Regions from separate parts of the Mus musculus genome. Here region 2 is linked to region 1. Evidence: chromatin contacts called from public HiChIP or PLAC-seq data. All regions are on one chromosome and are shown on one strand. The core of a region is the stretch at or near the end of the contact, and the rest is flanking DNA. Distances in the headings are between cores, read along the strand shown. Region 1 overlaps Unc13a (unc-13 homolog A). Region 2 holds the start of Jak3 (Janus kinase 3).

Region 1 (6,676 bases), core at 1,259-3,758:
ATGACTGGGGGGAGCTCACCCTATGATTCCAAGGGGCAGGGAAGTCCCACTGAGTATCCTCCCAACACGCATCAGAACTCTGACCTCCGCCTGGTTCTCTCCACAGGGCAGGGTGAAACTGCCAAGCCACTCAGACGTAAGCCTGGCCTCTCACTGTCTGTCTGGCTCCCACCCCATCCCTCTTCCTCCCTGCCCTTCCTCTCTGTGGTCCGTGCCGTCGGGGGCATCCTGTGGCCCTGTCTGTTATTTCTTCTTCCTCTGTCTGTCTGACTTGTTTGTTGGTGGGTAGGGAAGGGCAGTGGGAGGCGTGGAGGGTGCTCAGGAGGGCCCCCTGCTTTGCACTGGAGCACAGGTGGGTGCAACAAGGGAAACTGAGGCTCAGACAGGTAGGCTCTGGTAACTCCAGCTCACAGCCTCAGGGAACCCTAAGACTACAGGGCTGTAGTGCAGCAGAAGCCGCTCACTGAGCACTCACGGGGCCAGACTGTGACTTTTGTCCTGATGTGTGTGTGAGGGCCTGGTTTCCATCCCCAGCAGGACAGAATAGCACAGAGTGACAGCCTGAAGTCTCAAAGCCAGGTGGTGTTTCCAAACATCCTCTGCTAAACAGGCCAACCATAGCCCTGGGCCATCCTAGCTGGTGGAGCCAGCTTCCCTCCCACAAGTTACTAATTAGCATGGAGATACCAGGCCCAGAAAAGACTAGGCCTGAGGTCTTGCAGTTCAGTGGAGAATCTGAGGATGGGACCCATTCTGCCAGGCATTACCTGTGATGAGACCAAGACAGCAAACAAGACATCAAGGAATTACACATTCTTTCAAGGCCATAGGGTGGCTGTGACCACCATCTAAAGGGGTAGCAGTTTCAGAGGGGTTAAGTCACCTATCCAGGGCTGCATAGCCTGGCTGGAGTTTTCACCAAGACCTGCCTGGCTCTGCATAGCCATAGTTGGCATCTGGTGGGCATCTTGGGGAGAGGGGAAGTGTATGCAGATGCCAGTATGTGAGGAGTCTTCCTGATGCTCAAAGAGTCCTCCACACCACCCCCAGGGGTGACCAGGGGAAAGGAAATTCCCCCAAGGTGGGTCCCTGAATGCCCAGCCTGGCTCAGGACCCATTGCCACTAACAAGCCCATCTCTGTCCTCCCTCATCACGCCACACATGGACAGGCGGCCACATGCCTGTTTCTCTTATGTCTTCCAGTTGTGAGGTCATGGTGGGTATGACAGGGTGGGCAGTCTTCCCAGAGAACCGGGCTTCTCCTGCAACAAGGTGCCATGTGCCCCTGGATCTCACTGGAGCTCCTGATCCTGCTGTCCATGGGTCTCAAGCATTGCTTGAACCTTTGGACAGGAACCAAGTTGGCAGTTGGGTTTGGGTCACTCAGGATGGGGAACTATTTAGAAAACGCACACTCTCACCCGAGCTACCTGCTGTTTTCCACAGGGGACACAAATGATCTTCAATGCTGCCAAGGAGCTGGGCCAGCTGTCCAAACTTAAGGTGAGGGGGCAGAAGCTCTCAGGAGAAAGACTAGGAACAGATCAACAGGCAAAAATCCCTGCTCCCAGACCTGAATCCCACTTAAAATGTCCTTGAGTATAATGGATCAAGGATACAGATCACTTGATCCACAGCATGGAAAGCAAAGGCTCACAGTGTAAAAGCTTTGCCCACCTAACCTCTCCCTGCCATCCCCACAGGATCACATGGTGCGGGAAGAAGCCAAGAGCTTGACCCCGAAGCAGTGTGCTGTTGTTGAACTGGCCCTGGACACCATCAAGGTAAGGGAGGGGCTACAGAGGGTTTTAAGAGAGGGCATGAGAAAGTGGGATTTGAGGAATGCATAGGAATTTACAAAGTAAAGTATATGGGTAGCGAGCAGGGAGTAACTTTCCATCTGTGCATACAGTAAATACAGTGGTCCTGGGGCAGCTGTGGCCTGGTGAAGATGGGGAGGGTGAGAGGTGCTGGGAGCCATCTGAAGCCTCACTGTGTCCACCCTCAGCAATACTTCCACGCGGGGGGCGTTGGCCTCAAGAAGACCTTCCTGGAGAAGAGCCCGGACCTCCAGTCCCTGCGCTACGCCCTGTCGCTCTACACGCAAGCCACCGACCTGCTCATCAAAACCTTCGTGCAGACGCAGTCAGCGCAGGGTAAGGGAATCTGGTGCTTTCTTCCCGAGCCAACCAGAGTCTCCCCGCCCAGCCGCAGGCTCCTCCCCTGAATGACTGACAGAACTCCATGGGGGCGGGGCATCCGACATCTAGGCACCAAAGGTGATTCTTTCAAGACAAAGAAACAAGGGGTGATGGGCAGCCGTTGGAGGGAACCTCACTGACTCCAGAAGCCAGGATTTTAAAGCTTCCAGGGCAACGGAGTGACTGTCATTGAGGGGCGGGACCTGGTTGTCCGCTCTGGGGCAGGACTTCTATGGTACTCTTAGAATAAGAGAAAATTGACAGCTCTAGGTGAAATCTGATGTCATGGATTCAAAGCGTGGCTTCCTCCTTGGGGGCGGGGCCTCTGCGCTAAGTCAAAGATGTGGAATGATTGACAGGTCTAGGAGGTTCAAGGATCTGGCCCTGGGAGTTGTGGGGACCTGGGAGGTGCTGGGCCTCAGGTCTCCCCGATCCCTCTGTCTGTCTGTGTTGCTTCTGTCCCCGTCCCTCTGAGCTCTCTCCATGCAGCAGCTGAGGCCACAGGGCAGGGGTCCAAGGTCCTAGTATCTCTCTCTCTCTCTCTCTCTCTCTCTCTCGGGACCCCCGTTCAGAATTACCCCAAAGGTGCCATCTGGGCAGAGGTTGGTGACCTCAGGCTTTGTTCTTGTGGTGGAACGAGGGAGGTTGTTATCCATGGCCCCCAACCCCGCACAGCGGGTGGAGCCCAAGCCTCAGTTTCCTCTCCTGTTCTTGTTGCTTTTGGTGTCCCTAGTGTTCCCGGAGTGGGAGGCTGTCTGTCTGTCCGTCCGTCTGCACTGACGTTTCTTTCTCTCTCCCCTTCTCTCTCTCTCTTTCTCTCTCTCTCTCACTCTCTCATTCTCTCTTGCTCTCTCTCTTGCTCTCTTGTTCTTCCTGTCACTCGCTGCCCCCTTTCTGCGCCTCCCCCCCCCGCCCCCCCCCCCGCCACGTACACTCCTCCCTCCTCTCCTCCTCCCTCCCTGTCCATCCTGGTCAGTCCATGGTGGAAAAGGGACTAGGTTTACCCTTAGTGAAGACGTTTGTCCTGAGATGGGTACGTGCCTGCGCCGCCCGCCACCCGCACGCGGTGCCCGGTGCCTGCGCCCTTCCCCCTGCCCGGCTAGTAAGACCCCGGCCTTCCCGCACGGGGGCGCCATGTCCTCGCACATGGGGAAGGGCGGCTTGCTGGCTCCACCCAGGGAAGGAGTCCCCATCCCTTTCTCCCAAGACACACGCATCCCAGGCTGGGCCTGCGGCTTCCATTCCCAGAAAAGCACAAGAAAACTAAACAATGAAGTGTGCTCAGATCCTAAGTCAGCCATTCTGCAGCCAGCCTCCTCCCTGACTGTTCTGTCCCCTGGAAAACAGGGATAGTCAAGATGGACATTTCCAGGTGTGCCTGATGGCACAGGCCTGTGGTCCCTGTACTTGGGAAGCAGTGATAGGGGGATCACATGTTCCCACCAATCTTAGTCAAATACCCGCCCCCATCCAAAAAGAACTTGCATCCTGTCCAGTCTTCCCACAGGCACCTGAGGTTTCCTGTGGTTGAGGGTCAAGGCAGCCTCCTTCCCCTACAAGAGACTCTGGTTATGGTGGGAGGGTGGAGTGTGTGACAGCCCCTTCCTGGTGGAGCCAGCAAACCTGGGGTGGGGGCTGGCACCGCCCCCTCCTCACTTCTTACTAGCCTGGGCCTTGATCTGACCTTTTACACAACCCACCATGTCTAACTCCCCAGCACCCCACCTCTGGCCCGGACTGAGCTTGCTGAAGCATTGGCCTGGGGGGAGGGGGCTGAGCATGTGACTGGGGAGGTATCTGAGATGATATGGGTGACCACCTGAGGTGGACAGTGCTGGGGCCATGAGCGCAGGAGTCTCCTGGCCGCCCTGTTTCCTGATCCCCATCACTTCCTGTCCAGCACAGGTAACCTGGATGGACCTCTGATGATCATCTTGCCTTCCACATTCTCTTCCTTGCCATGCCCGTGCATGGGGTGCCCTGGGAGTGGAGAGCTGCCTGGGGCGGGGCGGGGCTGGGTGGGGTGGGGGGTATTGATGAGGTGCTGGTGGCCACAGCCTCACAGGCCCTGGGATGTGCATCTGAGTCACAGGTCTGGATGGTTAAAGCAGTAGTTTTTAAACTGACCCCTCATGAGTCCCCAGCATAACCAGCATGACACTTAATGGTGATTGGGAGGAGCCCTGCACATGGCTACCACACAGACAAATTAGTTGACTAGGAAACTAATATTAGGGGTTTGTTGACATCAGGAATGGCTGGATCCAGATTCCAATGCCATTGGTCAATTGGTATCCTTGGAGACCTTTGTGGCCAGATTACAATAAAAATTAGGAACTGAGTTTCTATTAGCCCAGCCTGGATCACATGACCATGCAGAGGGCAATCTGCTTCCCGGGCAGGAAATGCCCTATGTGGACTGTTGTAGCTCTCTAAGTCACCACAGCTTTTGAAGAGCTGCTCAGTGGGAACTGAAGTTTGCCAGTAGATCTGGAGTCAGGACAGGGGCGACAGAAGCTGTCATGTCAGAGGGCAGGGCATTCTGGGAGGCTTCAGAAGGCTGGGAAGGAGCCTGTGGGTGGGGCACTGGACTCTAAGGGCCTCTTGGGAGGGAGCCTGCAAGAAGACACAAGTGCTTCCTTGGAGCCTGAGATGGGAGCCACGGGAGGCTCTTGAGCAGAGGAGGGATGGGCTAGGCCAGGCCGTTTTTACTGTTGTATTGGTGGCCGAGAGGGAGGAGAGCCGACCCTGGGAAGCTACTAGCCAGGGTGTCAGGGTGGGAGCTGGGCCAGGTCTGTGCAGGACATGAGCAGATTCCAGATACATTTTGAAGGCAACATAGTCAGGACTTTTCTGGGTCCCACCACCTCGGGCTAGTGTGAGGACAGGGAATTGGGTGGACAGAGGCGAGAGGGAGAAAAGCTGTGGAAGAGTCGGCAGCACTGACAGCCAGAGAGAATCATTGAAGCAGGCTCAGGAGGCGGGAGAGAGAGCCCAGGAGAAAATGAGGCAGATGCACTCGGCTCAGGGAGGTTAAGAGATTTTTGCCTCGGACCGGGCGTGGTGGCGCACACCTTTAATCCCAGCACTCGGGAGGCAGAGGCAGGCGGATTTCTGAGTTCGAGGCCAGCCTGGTCTACAGGGTGAGTTCCAGGACAGCCAGGGCTATACAGAGAAATCCTGTCTCGAAAAACAAACAAACAAACAAACAAACAAAAAAAGAGATTTTTGCCTCAAGTCACACATCAAAGCAGCGAAACCCCACAACTTAGGACTCTTGGCTTCCTAGTGGCACCTGCCATCCCTCCCCTCAGTGCTTCGGTGACCTGTGGCTGCCAGCACAGGGTGGGGGAGGTGACTGAGGGTGCTCCTGGTGGGTGGGGAAGAGCCTAGTTCACATCAGGCATCTTCCCTGTCCCACCCAGGCTCTGGTGTGGAGGACCCTGTAGGTGAAGTGTCCGTCCACGTGGAGCTGTTCACACATCCAGGAACTGGGGAACAGAAGGTCACAGTGAAGGGTGAGTTGGCCCGATGAGGGAAGGAACCAAGTTCAGACTCACTGAAGGTCAAGGGCAGGGAATTGATTTCTTTGGTGGTTTAGAAAATGGAAAAATCCTGAGCTAAATCCTTGTCAGGCTTGGCTGCATCCGGGAATTCCAACAGGACCCCAAGCCTTAGTCCCTCTTCCCCCGTCTCCTGTCAGAGAGGCTTGCTGGAGTCTCTTTCTGACCTGAAAAACCAGAGAGTGGTTTTGTCACACGAGGAACATCACTAGACTTCCCCTCTACCCCAACAGTGGTGGCCGCCAATGACCTCAAGTGGCAGACTTCTGGCATCTTCCGCCCGTTCATCGAGGTCAACATCGTTGGACCTCAGCTTAGCGACAAGAAACGCAAGTTCGCCACCAAATCCAAAAACAACAGCTGGGCGCCCAAGTATAACGAGAGCTTCCAGTTGTGAGTCGGGTGGGGACACCCTCAGATGAACCTCGGGACCAGTGGGTGCCACTGGTGCCCAGGGGTGGTGGGCACAGCCATTGCCAAGGTGCAAAGGGGGACTTTCGGGTCACCGTCCCGTTCTCAGATAGGCAGGTCCCTGGGGAGGTGATATGCTTGGGGTAGGAGTAGGAGGGAAGAGAAGATGGGCGAGAGGATCCTGGGCGCGGGAGTGAGGTCACAGAGGTCAGGGCCTAAGAACAACTGGCCTGCTCCGGCCAATAGCTTTGTCATTTAGAGTAGTTGGCTCGAGTGTGGTGCAGGGTAGGGATGGCCGCCATACGCGGCAGAGGTGGGTACTGGGGAGATGGGATGATAGTCGGGGGCTACAGGAGGCTGACTGGCGTGGCCCGATCCCAGGAAACTGAGCAGAAGGCAGGGTGCAGCAGGGCCGGGAATGGGGCGTGGCCAGAATGGGTGGAAGGAGTGGGCGTGGCCGGAGCCCAAACTCAAGCTGCTGCGCCTTAAGGATCTCAGCT
Region 2 (6,990 bases), core at 3,653-6,152, 42 kb before region 1:
ACTGTGGAGGTCAGACGCGATTTATGGGTGTCAGTTCTGTCCTCTCATGCTGTGAATGCCATGGATGAAAGAGCACCCTCAGGCTTGGTGGAAAAAACCTTTTCCTCCATGAGAAAACATAATTTCTCTATATAGCTCAGGCAGGCCTGTAAACTTGATCCTGCCTCAGTCTCTTAAATTCTAGGATTACAGGCCAGTGCTCTTCAAGGAAAAATAGAAACGCCTCTTTCTGTCCCAGCTCAGGTGTCACTTCCTCCAGGAAGCCATCCTGGCACCAGCAGTAAACCAACCTGGACGCAGGCGGTAAGAAGAAAGCTGTCATAGTCCTGCGGGCTGCGGCGGAGAATGTAGGTGCCTGGGAGGGAGCCAGCGGCCTTCAGCTTGTGGATGGCAAAGTCTAACCTAGGCCAAGACAGCAGCCAGGTCCAACCCAGACAGTCCTCGCTGCCCAGCCCCATCCCCACTGTGACCCCAACTAGCTCCTAACGTGATGGGTCCATGGCACAGCTCCGCCTCCTCCTCCAGCAGCCGCGGCGGCGCCACCTCCTTGCAGAAATAATGCCTGGAGTCGCAGATCAGGCGGAAGTACCCATCCACAAGGGCCACGAAGGACAGCGCCTCAGGCAGCCCCGGAAACTCCGCTTCCTGCGCAGGAGAACTCTTCAGCAACAACGGAACCCACCCCTTTCCCAGGATCAGCACCAGAATAACGGGTGCCAAGACCCACCAGGATGTGGCCGTCCATCCTGGTGACGGTGACCAGCCGGTGTTCCCCTGCCGGACCCACACGTGGGGCCTGCTTGATGCTGACATCCACGATTTCCGGAAAGTCACAGAAGGTCTGGAAAAGCTGAGGAAGAAAGGACAGGCAGTAGCTGGGTGTAGTGGCGCACGCCTTTAATCACAGCACTCGAGAGGCAGAGGCAGGCGGATTTCTGAGTTCCAGGCCAGCCTGGTCTACAAAGTGAGTTCCAGGACAGCCAGAGCTATACAGAGAAACCCTGTCTCGCAAAACCATTAAAAAAAAGAGAGAAAGAGAGACAGGCAGAAGCCAGAGGATTACAGACCTGACCCAGCACAGCCTCCCCTTCTTCCTCCTTCCCACCTCCACTTACGGGGGGGAGGGGGGTGGATGGGGTCGGGGGACGAGGTTAGGGGACTGAGACAGGCCTGGTCGGGTCACACCCACCGATCCAATCCATACTATCGCCTTCTGTCCGTCCCCGCCCCCTATCTAGTCTCACCCTTCTAGTCACGCCCCCAGGTCCAGTCCCTGGGTAGCTCCATCCCCGGACCCACCTTTAATTGACCCCGCCCCCCTGCCCCGTAGTGCAATCAGTCCCGCCCGGACTAGCCACTTTCCTGATTGTTCGGACGGGCTTCTTTACTAACCGCCACGCCTCCCCGCGGACCCAGCTTCTCAAGGCCCAGCCCCAGCACCTCCTGGTCCCCGGAGCTCCAGGAGATGCCGTTGTCCCCCGCCACACGCAGAAGCCCCGGCTCCTCCTGGGCGCCCGGGAGCCCCACACGGAAGGTCTCGGTGGTGGCCGCTGGATGTAGCCGCTCCAGGTCCAAAATATACTTGGCCATGAGCGCGTAGCGGTCGGCCTGGCAGGCGACCACACGGCGCAGCGCCAAGACCACGGTCCTGCGGATGCGCCTGCGTGTCACGAAGTTCTGGCCCTGGATCACATCGCGCAGGCTGGGCGGCAGACAGGCTTTGTAACTGTGGGGGGGGGGCACGCCGAGCTCTTAGGGTGGTGAGGGGGCCCGAAGGACACACGAGACAGACATAGGGGACCTTTCGGCAGGGGCAGGCTGACGGAGAGGGTGGCTGCACAAGTTGGGAAGGAGGTATGTGTTCCAGTAAGGGAAAACGATAGGGCCCTAGATCCGCAGCCAAAGAAGACCACGAAGGGGTGGCCCGAGGCCCTCACCTGACCGTCTTCAGCAGCTCTCCTGGGCGCTGGGCCTGCTCACGAGCCATCTGGGCCAAGTCCAGCACGGCCAGGCTCAGGAACTCTCCCTGCTCCTTCATGCTAAGGCCCACCGGGAGGCGCCCACTCACCAGGTCACTGCGGTGCTGGGTCAGCCACAGAAGGGTGGTTAGGTGAGGTTCCGTCCTGGGTGCTGGGATTTGTTACCTTGGGGTCCCCCATCCCTGGGTTGAGCCTTCCCCACCGAAGAATACCAACCTGAGCAAAGAGATGTTCTAAAACGTGTAAGTCAAGGATGGCACTGGTCAAATCTTTGCGCAGCCCAAAGCGGTGACATGTCTCCAGCCCAAACCAGTCAGGGAAATAAAAGCTGTGGGTTTCAGAATGGGGTGGCCCACTCAGCTCTGGCTTCCCAGAGCCCAAGTTGGGTCACTGAAGTGCAGTGTGGCCTACAGCAAACAGCCCAACCTCTCTGGTTTCAAGAGCCTCTACTATAGACTGAATAGAAATACTACCCTGAAGATAAATCAAGGGGTTCACTTCCTACCGTAGCCTGTAGACCAAGACTTGAGTGTCCACGTCCTCTATGCAGAAGATGTGGCTTGGGGGAAACCAGCAAGAGAAGTCCTCAGTGGCCAGAGCGAAAAGCGAATGATAAACAGGCAGGATGCCTGAAGGGATGGGCACATCAGTTCACCCAAGTCAACTACACGGGCTGATCCCATGATCCTCCCTTACCAAAATTCCACACCCCTCAAAACCCCAGCATCCCCTTTCTCAATAGATGTTGCTATTACATGGCATGGTCATCTAGGGACCCACTCACCACAGGCCTTGGCAGCTCGCACACATAAATCCTCAGCCAAGTAGTCCCCAAAAGAGAATGACAATCGCTGGGGAGGCCCAGGTCCCCGGGGAGGAAGGAGCACATGCAGGGCTCCTGCCTCTGAGGATGAGAGGCTGCAAGAGCGCTGAGGGATCAGAGGTGTCTCCTCACTTGGAGGTGCCATGAGTATAACCTGAAGAGGCATGGAAGGGGGTGTGACTGAAAGAGGGAAGAAGAGCCACATGCCCCCAAGTGACAGCCAAGCTGGGGACTAGGTGTCTTTGAGTCTGTGCATGTCTGCACCCCTGCAGACATCACCAATTGATCCACAGACCTCCACATCCTAGCATAGTCAGCCAAGCCAATATTCCAGGCAGGCAGGAGCAATTGACAGCAGATATAGAAACAGGTCTGAACAGGAAACAGGGGTGTACAGAAGGATGGGGACAGTTGTCTTATTCCCTACAGGTCTAAAGGTCACAGGACCATCTTGACTGGAACCAGAAGCTTCTGTGATGGGTGTCCTGTGCATAAATCTGTAGATATGCGCACAGGGACCTATGTTGTCTCCCAACCCTTTCTGGTCTCTCTTCAGCCCATTTAACCCCATGTCCAACATCTATTTTATGCTCCTCTTTGGTCCTCACAGTAGGGAGGTTCTCTGCAGTGGCCTGTGTGAAAATACACTTCCCACCCTTCAGAGCTGCTGAGGGCAAGGGGTGGGGCCTGGGCCTGAGAGAAAAGGCAGGAAACAGCCCTTCAGCTGCTCAGACCAGTCCTCAAGGCCAGGAAGAAGGCTCACAACCAAGTCCAAACAAAGCTGTGAAAAGGGTATGCTAACTGCATAAATTTGCCCTCTGGCCTCTTCATGTGCACCCCTCCCATGATAAGACAACAAAAGTAGGCATAGCAGCACACACTTTTGACCAGAAAACTCCAGAGGGGGAGGCAGAAGATTAGAAGGCCAAGGCCAAGAAGGGCAGTGGTGGCACACGTCTTTAATCCCAGCACTTGGGAGGCAGAGGCAGGTGGATTCTGAGTTGGAGGCCAGCCTGGTCTACAAAGTGAGTTCCAGGACAGCCAGGGCTACATAGAGAAACCCTGTCTCGAAAAAAGAAAGAGAGAGAGAGAGAAGTCCCAGGCCAGCGCATGAGACTGTATTTTAAAAAATAAAAAAATCTAGCTTGGCGGTGGTGGTGGTGCATGCCTTTAATCCCAGCACTCTGGAGTCAGAGGCATGTGAATCTCTGTGAGTTGGAAGCCAACCTGGGCTACAGAGTGAGTTCCAGGGCTACACAGAGAAACCCTGTCTCAAATCGAGAACTGAAGAAGTCATTAACCTATTACCAGAGGTGGTGGTACACAACTGTCATTATATGTTCAAGGTCAGACCCTGTCTCAAGAAACAAATTAGGGTGACCAACATGGCTTAGGGAGTAAAGACGCGCTTGCCACCTAGCCTGCTGGTCCCCAGGATCCACATGTTAGAAGGCGCGAACCCACTCCTCTGACCTCGGAACATGTGCAACGCACACACACGCAGAATAAAACAGATTAAAATGTTATAGAAGTGTACAAAAATAAAACCATCAACATTGTCTTCCCTGTTCTTTTGCTCCTGGGAAGGCTGCAGGAGGATTGCTATGAGTTTGGGGCTACATAGTGACTTCTAAGCCAGCAGGGCTACGGACGGAGAGCCATCCTCAAAATATAAGACATAAAACAACAAAGCGGACACGAATATTAAAGAAGTATGAGATTATACCAAATGGAAAGTTCAGGCCCTTTACTTCCCCACTCCTAGAACAGGGAGGGTGGGGTTGGGGAGCCCGCCGCGCATGCGCGCTGCTGAGCCGCCAATGCGGTGTCTAGGCAGCGCCCCGCTCCCGCTCCCGCGCCCGCACACCCGCGCCCTGAACCTGTGCCCCGCGCTCCTACCTGCAGCTGTGCCGAGGCAAAGGACAGCCGAGGCTGCGACAGGAAAGTCCCTGCTCCTTCCTGTGCGGCCCCTGAGCTTCCTGGCCGCCGTCATTTACGGAAAGTCAGGGCGCCCTGGGGGCGGGGCGGGGCGGGAAGCCCGGGGGAGACTAGAAACCTGTGCCGCAGGCCACCCTTCTGGGGTGGGAGCTGTGCAGAGACAGAAAGGCTGGGGTGCTGCTGGGGACCTGAGCTTACAGAGCACTCCCCGCCTCGGGCTCCTGTCTTTGCATGTCCTTGGAACAACCTGAGCCAGCCCGGGCAGGGACTTGCTGCGGCTAGAACACATTTCAGGCTTCAGTTTCCACTCCGCCTCCAACCTTTAACCTCCTAAAAGACACACTGCGTAATGTTTAAAAAAAAAAATTACGGGCGGAAAAAAACCAAACCTCTGGGCCTCCAGTCCTAATGAACTAAGAGGGGCCTTCTCCTGGGAAGCCCACCTGCTTGCTGGGCGTGCCCCCACTTCCTCTGAAAACCTCGCCTTTTATTCTGCTCAAAAGCTATGAGATGAGGCTTGCTAGAAGGCTGAGGAGTATACGCTATCGCCACACAAATCGACTTGAGTTCCATCACTGGAACCCACAGGTACAGCTTGGAGGATTCTGAAAAGAACTCCTAGGCCTCAGATGGTGATGGCAGGAGCCCGTTCTCCAGTCCTCCATCCCTGGCTATGCACCCTGGTGCCTCCGTTTACCCATCTGTTGCCAGTGGCAGTGTCTGCTGCATGGGGTAGAACTAAGAGTGATCCTGGGGGAGAGAACTGTGCAGCTGTGCTTCCCTAAAGCATGCCAAGTTCTGTTCTCAGATGCCCCTCCTGGTGGGTGCCTGGGACCCAGAGCATCCACAAGTCCTTTAACACCACACACAGCAGGTCAGGCCTCTGTCTGAGAGAGGATGACGTGAGGAAACAGATGCCAGGAATGGAAACGTGAAGAGATAGCAGGTGTGATGCAGACGATGAGGCAGAAGACTGGCAGAACAAACCAATATGTGCCACACAGCTCACTGGTGGAGCTCCTACCTAGAATCCCCCAGTGAGGGGCTGGGGACACGACTCAGGGGTGGAACATTTGCATAAGCACCAATACCTGAGATTTCATCCCAGTTGCCATGTAAAACAGCTGGATGGAGGTAGGAGTATGGCTGGGTTGTTACTGGCCACCAGCATAGCTCCTTCTCTGGCCCTACCCATGTAGGACACGAAGAAGACACCAACAGGCCATTGTAGCACATGTGTGACAATCCCACCACTCAGGAGGCCAAGGCAGGAGGATTGCTGCCAGTCTGAGCCAAGCCTGGTCCACATAGAAAGTTTCAGACCAGCTCAGACTATACAACTAAACCTTGTCTTACAAAATAAATTTTAAAAAAATTTTAAGAAAAGAAGAAAAAGGCAACTGTTGGGTTCTGTTACAAATAGTTCAAAGCACATGGAACATAGCAATATTTGTGAGAAGCAAGAAGCAGCAAAATAAGGGAATTAAATTTGGGGGGCAATAGGGAGCCTGCAGGGCCTGTCATCCTCCATTCTGTCCTGGAGTGGCCTCACCTCTGCCTTACTGCTGAAAGCTAATTAAAATTTTTTAAAAAGTGAAACGGGTACTCTTTTTTTTTTGGGGGGGGGGGTCGAGTCAGGGTTTCTCTGTATAGCCCTGGAACTCACTTTGTAGACCAGGCTGGCCTCGAACTCAGAAATCCACCTGTCTCTGCCTCCCAAATGCTGGGATTAAAGGCGTGCACCACCACACCCGGCGAAACAAGTACTCATAAGAATTGGAGCCCTTGGGCTGGAGAGATGGCTCAGTGGTTAAGAGCACCGACGGCTCTTCCGAAGGTCCTGAGTTCAAATCCCAGCAACCACATGGTGGCTCACAACCATCCATAATGAGACCTGATGCCCACTTCTGGTGCATCTGAAGACAGCTACAGTGTACTTAGATATAATAATAAGTAAATCTTTAAAAAAAAAAAAAAAGAATTGGAGCCCTTAGGATTCCCGAGTTTGTAGGTTTGGATTCAAAAACACAAAGTCATTTGTTATAATCCCTCTTTTGCAGATGGCAAAACTGAGGCACCAAGAGTTGGGAGATATGGGGGTGGAATATTGGGAATGGAACCTAGGACACTGTGCAATCCAGTCCCCCCAACACACATACACTGTGGTATCCTAGGCAGCGGTGTGTAGGGGTTGAGTAAGACTGTCCCCTATAGGCTCATCAGGAAGAGGCACCATTAGGAGGCATGGTC

Evidence for each region. HiChIP or PLAC-seq counts read pairs in DNA pulled down with a chosen protein or histone mark.
Region 2: a contact with region 1 is called in an H3K4me3 HiChIP or PLAC-seq map of the 230-238 cell line, with 27 read pairs. The contact joins the promoter of Jak3 here to the enhancer-like site in region 1. A contact is called at or near these places in 7 of 39 promoter capture datasets (embryonic stem cells, hematopoietic stem and progenitor cells, hippocampal neurons and 3 more), 5 of 15 datasets of contacts at CTCF or cohesin (CD8 T cells, embryonic stem cells and pro-B cells), 45 of 484 Hi-C or Micro-C datasets (the 63-12 cell line, B cells, the Ba/F3 cell line and 30 more), 13 of 115 datasets of contacts at active chromatin or transcription factors (the 230-238 cell line, the HPC-7 cell line, Th17 cells and 4 more) and 4 of 9 other capture datasets (adipose tissue, embryonic stem cells, liver and 1 more).

What each region holds. Positions count from the first base shown.
Region 1 is chr8:71,629,998-71,636,673 of GRCm38.p6, reverse strand. Unc13a (unc-13 homolog A) reads left to right here. Exons shown (of 44, transcript NM_001029873.2): 38 at 107-136; 39 at 1,448-1,504; 40 at 1,705-1,785; 41 at 2,010-2,157; 42 at 5,628-5,720; 43 at 5,999-6,158. It overlaps Gm39195 (a long non-coding RNA gene), which reads right to left. Exons shown (of 2, transcript XR_870506.3): 2 at 5,412-5,932. It overlaps Mir6769b (microRNA 6769b), which reads left to right and starts at 5,568; the gene lies at 5,568-5,627. Within about 2 kb of position 2,508, at least 71 of the 459 cell types and tissues checked have an H3K27ac peak or open chromatin away from gene starts, as enhancers often do. A contact at or near this core is called in the 230-238 cell line, CD8 T cells, Th17 cells and 5 more, where this site is marked.
Region 2 is chr8:71,674,295-71,681,284 of GRCm38.p6, reverse strand. It overlaps Jak3 (Janus kinase 3), which reads right to left and starts at 4,902. Exons shown (of 25, transcript NM_010589.6): 1 at 4,702-4,902; 2 at 2,764-2,956; 3 at 2,485-2,608; 4 at 2,196-2,307; 5 at 1,938-2,083; 6 at 1,441-1,726; 7 at 728-850; 8 at 488-645; 9 at 291-402. The coding sequence starts at 2,947.